Regions from separate parts of the Bicyclus anynana genome. Here region 2 is linked to region 1. A link is a contact called in public Hi-C data. All regions are on one chromosome and are shown on one strand. The core of a region is the stretch at or near the end of the contact, and the rest is flanking DNA. Distances in the headings are between cores, read along the strand shown.

What was found. A called contact is a pair of places that touch in the nucleus more often than the background predicts.
Region 2: a Hi-C map of whole body shows a contact between it and region 1, with 2.3 times the contacts expected there. The contact joins two enhancer-like sites. A contact is called at or near these places in 2 of 2 Hi-C or Micro-C datasets (whole body and whole larva).

The regions. Positions count from the first base shown.
Region 1 is chr5:11,981,583-11,986,388 of ilBicAnyn1.1, reverse strand. All of the region lies in intron 2 of LOC112047587 (plasma membrane ascorbate-dependent reductase CYBRD1-like), which reads left to right. Among protein-coding and RNA genes, the nearest start is that of LOC112047579, 32 kb to the right of the region's middle. Within about 2 kb of position 2,403, at least 7 of the 8 cell types and tissues checked have open chromatin away from gene starts, as enhancers often do.
Region 2 is chr5:12,014,784-12,019,589 of ilBicAnyn1.1, reverse strand. The region is part of intron 2 of LOC112047587 (plasma membrane ascorbate-dependent reductase CYBRD1-like); the gene reads left to right. Among protein-coding and RNA genes, the nearest start is that of LOC112047587, 50 kb to the left of the region's middle. Within about 2 kb of position 1,864, at least 3 of the 8 cell types and tissues checked have open chromatin away from gene starts, as enhancers often do.

The DNA.
Region 1 (4,806 bases), core at 1,154-3,653:
GAGAACCTTTTACAGTAATAACTTATGTAACTACTCTTCTTACGAAAATAGCCAACAATGTGTTCTACTTATAAATTGACAGTTCCAAACTACCTTTGGCTGAATAAAGTTTTATAAGTAGATTTGAAAAGTTACTAAAAGTATATCCTCTAATAAAAAAAGACAATTAGTGGTAATATCATATTAGGGTATATAATAATGTTGGAATAATCTACATTATATGATTGTGGTTGTTCTAATGTAGTCTTAGAAGATCTGCGTTGTGGACCATGCTATGTAGTCATGTCCCAGAATTATCGCTATTACAATCGATAACATGATACCATGGTTCCCTAATTAATGTTCTCACCAACCGATTCTTCATGACAAGTAATCTCGGGAGTGAAAATGTTATAAAAGATCTGCGATATCTAACGCGTAAACCTTATTTTTCTCTGAGAGATCTTACAAACGCCTTATCTCATGGTCGCCAAGGGATTAAATTCAAATGACACTTCTCTCCTCTTATATTTTGGGTTCCTTTAAGGAATATAAAATTTCAAAGATGTTTTGTTGTGTGTTAAAATATCATTTAAACCACAAAGTTAAGTTGAAATAATAATTCATTTATTTACTTAAGGGTCAACATACTTCTTCATATTTTACGAGTATATTAACAGCCTTCTGGATTTTTAATGCTATAATTAGGCAATTATAAGTTAAGGAGGGTAGCTAACTTTGTCCAGGCATTAAAAATTCATCACCATTTCGTTCAATATCAGTAAAGTACCATTTAACAGCTTTACTTAGAGACATATTTAAGAACGATTGGAAAATTGCACTATGAGAGAGCTTTTTCACATTTGTCATTTCTTAATCTTGGTCTATTTGATATGCGGGTATAGTAAACGGAACCCTATACGACTACGAATCTTGCTCAAACTTGGCCGTCTTTTTTATAATATTCACTGAAAAAAGAGACCTACTGAGGAAAAAGTCGCTATAAGGAAAACTTTTGCTCTCCGCATTTTTATTTTCGCTTTCTTCAAACTTACGTCATGAAAGACATAAAAAGGCGTTTTACTTGGAAAGTTAATATAGTGAATTGAATATTTGTAATGTAAGCTGCTTGTGAAAAAAAATATCTGCGAAAGGGCTTTTTAATTATATTTTCATTCATATTTACGAAACGCCAAAATAAATATAATTTAGTAATATGGGTTTCCTTATAATAGACTTGTATCATAACTGTAAGCCTATTTCTATCTTTTTTTAAATAAATCTTCTTTATTGTTTTAAATCAAAGGTTTATTAGTGGTAATTTTAATAAAACTACTCCTAATCGGAGAAAACTTGATCAAAATTCGTACAGTGGGAAAGCAAGCAAAGTGATTGGTTAACACCTGATACGAATAGATTTCTATCTATTCGATTTTTGATTCGATGCACATATATAATTTTATCTTAAGAATAACTGATGGTACCAACATTCGAGTACTATTCGGTTTAATAGCATTTCTTCTACATTATGGTGACAAACAAAATTATTCCGTATTTCAAACCGCATTGAGTCGCTAATTGATGTTTCCAGACGCTCCAAAAGCTCTTATTCATTTTGAGTGGTCATTACGATGGTGGAACTGTGGACGGAGAGGCAAAGTTTCCAAGAAGTTTTCCAATGAATGTGGTTAATTCAACGATTCTTGCTAAGATTGTTACGCAGTCTTACAAACGGCTTTGGAAGATATTGTTTGAGTATTTCGCAAAAGAACTCGGCTTAAACTTTGGAATACCTACTGACCGTTTGAGGTTTCACTGTGAATTATGAGACAGCCGTTACAAATTCATTTGCAAATAAAATGTATCTGTCTGTCTGTTCGTAGCTTATGAACTAATAAACCAATAATTGTAAAATGGGTTTTTTTTAATCTTACCTGATTGAGATAATAATTACGAAGTACACGATGTAGACTCTATAAACCGATCCGGAGCTAATGGCTTTTTCTATTATGATATTGTTCGACAGTGTTCTAGTTGATATTATGACTGTCGGGTTTTGAATTTGAACTTGTTATCTCATGTCTAGTTGAAATAAGTTTTAAGCATAATCTACCTACGTCTTTAATATGGAATTTGTATATTTACTTATTTTTCTAACCACAGAATTTTATATAATCTAACGATGGACGATTTGGCCGTAGGATTTCTTTGATTTTCTAACGGCATCATCAAAACATATAGTGTCTTTAATACAAGTACACACTATGCTTACTATGACAAATAATATTTTTCTACTAAGACGACATTACGTGCTTAATTGGTTAATTTTGATCTGAACGCATAAAATATATCAACTGTAGATATGTCATGTAGGCCAGGAGTACCATGGCCGTAGAGTTCATTGACCGGTCCTCCCCCCTCTCAACGCCCTCTCAAGACCCTACGCCACATTTCTCTTCTCTTCAATGCAACCGTTTAAGTAGAACAGCTAGATGATACAACTCGTTTCGCCGCTTTTTTTGTTACGAGAAAATCTCAGAATATTTGAAAGCTGACGGTTTCCTTCGCAATATTTCACTTGATTACATCTATCGTTCGAGATGGATGAGTATATTGTATTCGCTGTACAATCATCATTATTATCTGCCTTATTATTGATACATTCCTGAGCAATAACACTAGTAGCTAAAGATTCCATTGCTAGATTTCGCAGGTGTTGCCTATGAAAAAATTGCTGCAATTACTCATCGTTCATTTGATTTGAATCAAGTTTTAAAATCGGGAAACTGCAAAATCAATAAGTGGGGTGTCGAAGAAGAACCTTCCGAATCGGTGGTAGTCTTTACAAATCGAAATTGACGTTTCAAAAGTACTCGTAAACCTATCTTTAAAATAAAGAATTTGATTTTAATTTTGGACAATATTTTTTAGTTGAATTAAGAAGTCTGAAGACAAAGAGCTAAATCCATTAAAATGCTATTCTACTGATTCACCATCTCCCAACTTGTTAACTAGACAAAGAAATTAAAGAACAAGATGTTGAAAGTGTTCGTGTTAGAGTTGCAACTCCTAACTTAGTTTGCTGTTTAAATATGCAGTTACCACTGAAAGTCAAAAGTATAATCTAAGTTTTCCCCGCTGCCACATCTTGTTGAGAAAGTTAACGCTCAACTTTTACCTATTTTACAGAAAAAATACATTATTCACGACAATCAACTTTTCACTCGAAAACTAACAACTATTTTTAAAAACAACTAGGCAATTAATTTTAATTACGTTGATAGAAGTTATTTGAAATTCCAAAATTTCAAGACATAATTTTTTGAATGTTGCGCGACAATTTTGATAATTTTATAGAATTTCATTCTTTGTCAACTTCTGACGATGTTTCAATAATATCCTCTTTACTTTTATAAATAGATACATTAATAGTTAAGTATACTTTAACTTGCTCGTATTTAAAACAAACAAGTATTTAAAGTAAGCTACTTATAAAAGCTAGTTGGTCTAGTTCCATTGTTTTGTAGGGATCACAGAGAAAATATGCAAACAAACAAACATTAAAGTCATCACACATTAAACGATGAATGGAAATAATGTGTGAATAAGTTGAATCTCTTTATTTGGTGAGTGGACAAGAGAAAGCACCTAATAGTGAGAATTTGAGATACAGAGATCATTAAAAACAAAGATGTATAGGTATACAGATGCACTTATACGTCTGCGGATTTACGACACTGTATGCAACTCTCCATTTTTTTTCTCACAAGCAATTACTTATCTAATAAAACCTATCATTACTTCATGTTGATAATAAGTATAGAAAGTTTGTGAAGATGTCCGAATGATTGTTAGTAAAAGTGTAATTGGATTCGAATGTTTGCCACAGAAGACCTTATCTGATTTTTATTTATTTGTATAATATATGTATTAGTAACAATTTTTTGCTTATGCTTTTGATCACTCATATTTATTAAATAAAATCAGAGATATAGAAAACATTTACTTGAATTCTAGTCCTACCTATGATCACGTTAATTGTTTCACAATATTTAGTTTCTATCATCATTGTCAGCCTAATTTAAGGACCCCATAAGGCCAGACCTTATAGAAGAGGGTATATGGTGCTTAGAACCATCAGGCTGCACCAATGAGGGTTGTTGCTCTTTTACCATCACTATCAGCGGCCTTATTATGTATCTCGGTGTACTATTCAAGTAATGAGTCACTACTTCATCGTATTTTCGTTTTTCTGATCATCTAACATAGTTATTTCTACAAAATAACCTTGAATGCACAATTTTACATCAAATCGTAATGATTTTTAGTTTCTACGATAATCTAACATGATTATTTTAACGGAATTACGTAAATATGTACTATAGTTTCTAGTTAAAATAACGTTACTATCAGCTACTACCACGACTTTACTAATTTTACTTTACATAAAATGATAATAATTATATAATTTCGTTGAAAACCCAATGTTAGATGATTGCAAAACTGAAAATACGATGAAAACGATATAGTGACTGATTGTTTGAATGGTAATGAGTTACATAATAACCCTGCTGATGTTAATGAAAAGTGATCGAGACACGGATGTGTAACATCACCAACTTCCCCACTCCGGTCTGAAATTTTATACTGAAAATTCATTAGAAAAGAAAATAGCTTATTTCACAGCTCGATCCAGGTTCTCGTGTCCCATAGACACGTTGATTAAACACTGGCTTAACGAGGCAGACAGTAGGGTTCCATAAAACATACTAATTTGTGTAAAACATACAAAAATTAAACTACACACATGGGCTGTGTTAATAAAAG
Region 2 (4,806 bases), core at 615-3,114, 34 kb before region 1:
TTTCACCCGCGTGGTGCCCGTTCCAGTAGGAATACGGGGATAATATATAGCCTATAACCTTCTTCGATAAATGGGCTGTCTAACACTGAAAGAATTTTTCAAATCGAACCAGTATTTCCAGATTAGCGCGTTCAATCAAACAAACAAACAAACTCTTCAGCTTTATAATATTAGCATAGATATATAGTTTTTACACTTCCTGAACACATAACTCGACATTGTAGACGATATTTAAGTATGATTTGTTTTAACGTTCGTTATTGACCACAACTAACATTGAGATGTGGCAATTTCGCCTTTTGAGCGCCTATGAACTAGTAACGCATCTAACAGTGTTTAACATCTTTATTTATTTATTTATTTATACTTTATTGCACAAAACAAAAAGAATAACAAAGAAAAAAAAGGAAAATATAGAAAACAAGTATGTGCAAAGGCGGTCTTATTGCTTATAGCAATATCTACCAGACAACCTTTGGATAAAGGAATTATTGTAATTAAATGCGGGATAGTGCAACAAAAAAAATATATATAATAATAAAAATAGTATATTTATATATACTACATGTATAAAAACATCATTGGTTAAGTAGGTATTGTTTAAATAATTGAAATCCATAGTAATATTTCAAACTGTTTGAAACAGAATACTTTAAATATTTAACTAATGTTAAGGTTTACAGTAGCAAAGTAAAGTAGTATTGAGGCGATATCACGAAGACAACAAGTCTAACAAATGAGTAATGAGAGGAGATATAAAACAAGGTCGCTGATAAGCAAATTAGAAAATAAACAGAGCGGGAGATATGATGGATATTTGGGGATATTACTTACATTGTAATTAAATTATATAATAACCATATTATGCATGTATTGATGCAAAATATCCTCTTCCTCCTTGCTTTGTATTCCTCATTACTGAGGTTCGTGACTCCTAACACTAACATTAACTTAATTCTCGACAATGTTGCTCCATGTGGCGAAAATTATTAAAACCAATAATTGTCCACAGTTTGAAATTCAATTAAATGAAATGTAGTAAACAAATTGGATGTTTTTAAATAATATGCATATAAATAAAATAATTTACAAACCAATAAATTAAATTCAAGTAATTTAACTTCATCGAATTCACTAAAGAAATTACAATGTACTTAGCACGTCTAAAACCGTCAACCGATACTCACTCCTAAGTTAAAACATATTTATATTTATCTAAGACTAGCGGACCCGGTCAAGCTTCGTTTTGACATAAGAGGTTTTCCCTACCCTACCCCTACCTTACCCCTACCCTACCCCTGCCCTACCCCTGCCCTACCTTTTAAACCTTCCCTATACCTCCACGAACATTTCAAGACCAAGATAAGATAAATCCGTTAAGCCGTTCTTGAGTTTTAGCGAGACTAACGAACAGCAATTCATTTTTATATATATATAGAAGATAGATGTTCAAAGTCCATCCATAGTGACCAATAAATTAACTCCTGCATCCAATCACAATGAAAGGAATGAGGAAGAATCACAAATATAACAATAGACGGTACTTAGTGATTCATATCTTTTATTGTACTCACAATCTACATCTTGTTATCCTTTTGCGTCAATCTGTGATCGAAGACATTTTGTGCTTCATGCATCGCATCTACTTCAAAAAAGGTAAAAGGTTATTTTTGGGAGAGGGCCAGATGACGTATATTAGGCAGACGAAGTCACTTGCGTCTGCTAGTAAATAGATATTTCCTTACATTAGGTTCAAGAAAGCTTCACGTTCAAAGCGTGTGTCACAGAACCTACTAACTAACGTGATTCGTACTGCACGTTCGTACTCGTCTCGGTGATGGTGCGGTTTCGAGAAGCAATCATTGGTACAACTGATCACTTTCATTGCCACCTTTCTCTCTCTCGTAATGTTCACTTGCATTCACCTACTGTTTAGTATAACAAGATGTTTGTGTTTTACACGAAAGAGTATTTTTTTGCTATTGCGTGCGTGCGATTTTTAAAATGTGATATGAAGATTTTGTGGTACAGATAACTTGGTATTTTCATTGAAAATGTAGGGAAAGAATCATCAAACATTTAAAAAAGATTGATCATCTTTAGCGTTAACTTCTGCCATGTATATTCTACATTAGGTATGAAGGCTATAGAAGTCCGTTTTTTTGAACTTCTTGTACGTACGTACGAATAAAAAACAAAAACCTATTTATTACTCTAGTGATGACTTCTTTCGCCTCATAAAACCTATCCCGCAATTATTCTATTTTATTTTTTTCTGCAGATTTTTAAATTTTCAGTCCGGAATTGGGATGTTGGTGGTGTAATAGCAGCAGCCCCATTTTAACGACCCTGAAGTGGACCATTGAAGTAGGCTGCTATTTTAATAGTCCACTACTGCCCACTTATTTATCATAACTAACTTCGTAACTTTTTCAATATAATGTTAATGTCACAGAATATAGAAAACGCTAAAGTTAACGCTTTTTTGTACATAGTTACGAGAGCCGTACACAGATCAGCATCGTACGCATCGGACGCGTCGCATCAAGTGGATTTTAGTATTCTTTGTACAGAAAGTCATACAAGTGCGTCCACTGATCCGCATCGTATGGATCGCATCGAACGGATTTAATCTAACGTAGAATTAAAAATCCGTTTGATGCAATCAACGATATTTTATACTAAAGATATGTTCCGTGCCTACAAAATCAGCGCAAGAAGTGATCCGAATTTAGTTACTCCACTGAGCGCACACATGCAAAATTTTGTGTTTAGTTACATTATATATTTATGTAAGTATATGTAGTTTTTATACTTCCTGAACACACAACTCGATACTGTAGATAATATTTAGGTATTATTTGTTTAAATAACGTTCATTGTTTAATAAGCGACTAAATGAAATTAAGACAAAAATATGCAGATTTGTCCGCCTCAGTTTTAATGGTCTAGTCCCCTATCTTCTCTATTATAAAAATCCGTTTGATGCAATGCGTCCGATACGTACGATGCGGATCTGTGGGCGCCTACCATTATTCGGAAGGCCGCAATGTCAAAGTGTCGATGTGTGGTTCGCCTTGCACACTCTAATATTACAACTGCATTACCAATGACAGTGTCAATTATACAGTCTACACGAGTAATTACCGGTTTCTATTACCGATAACAGGAAACCCGTTCTTTTGAGCTTCAAAAGCCATGTTGGTAATACAAGTTCCAATTAATATTCAATTTAAACAAAATAATGTAGTTTTAACCTATAACATATTTTCGCCTTTATTTCCTTAAATGAAACACATTTAACAATTTAATTAACATTTGGTGTGATATTGCATAGGGATAAGCCCTACGAAAAATATAGGTGACAAAAACTTTAAACTTAACATTTTCTACTTATATAGAACTCGTATGTATTAATGTTACTTGGTTTAAACAAATGAATAAAAAAAGTTTTCCATGACAAACAGAAAATATTTTACTGATAAATCCATGGTTTAACTAGTTTAATTAATTTATGTATAATTAGTATTAAAATAATAATAATAGATATTCTTAACACCGTGTTTATAGTCAGCCTAAAAGTCAAAAGTGTTGCTGTTATATAAAACTAAATGTTTCAGTTTTATATAATCGCAACAGTTTTCCATGACGCTACTTGAAGCGTGATAAACCAGTCTTGGGAAAATTTAAATCTCCCTTAGCGGCAAAAAACTTATCACAACTGTTGGAACTTCATTTAAAGTAAGATAAAATTGCATAGACGGTAGGTATAGATAGTCTATTTTCAGAAGGCGATTTGGTTTTAGGTTGTAGTGACTACAATCGTCAGTAAAGCAGAAATAAATTTAGTAAATTATTAATACATATTATCTGTCTGCTATTTTCAAATATTCAAATATTCTGTGTGTGTGCAGTCTGCCAATCCGCATTGGGCCAGCGTGGTGGACTATTGGCCTAACCCCTATCATTCTGAGAGGAGACTCGAGCTTAGCAGTGAGCCGAATATGGGTGATGACGATGATGTACCTTTACCTACTATACCTAATTAGTGACGCACTTAGCCCAGTGGAAATGACACCTGCTTTCGATTCGCGGGTGTAGGTTCGAATCCGTTCCGTGGTATGCAAATTCAACTTTTCAGTTAGGTATGTGCTTTTTAAGAAATTAAATATCATGTGCCTCAAACGGTGAAGGAAAAATATAGTGTGGAAATCTGCATACCTGAGAATTATCTTAATTCTCTATGTGTGTGAAGTCTGCTAATCTGCATATGGCCAGCATGGTGTACTACCTTTTAATTCTGAGAGACTCGTGCTCAACAGTGAGCCGAATACGGGTTCTTGGTGATGATGATGTTACCTAAATAACTAAAATGCATCAATTTAAAATGTGACGGCATGCTATGCTAGCAACCCGCGGTCCGATATACCCGCATGCCTGCAGCGCTGCCGACATGACGTCGGGAAAAACTCATGGTGTTGATCGCAATGTGCATGACGGCTCGACTTGAAGCAAATATATCTATTATTGTACTACAAATTGATATCGTAATGGAATGACATAATATTTAAATTATATTTGTTTACATTTAGCGATTCTATAGATGATGAAACGAGTAAGCAATGAAGTCATACGCAGTAATTCTTTGGAAAATTTTACTTGTAATAATTACTAGCCGATACACCGCGGTTTCGCTCGCGCACTTCCCGTTCCCATCAGAATACGGGGATAAAATAAAACCTTTGCCACTCGTAAATAACGTAGCTTTCTAGTGGTAAAAGCATTTTCAAAATCCATTCAGTAGAT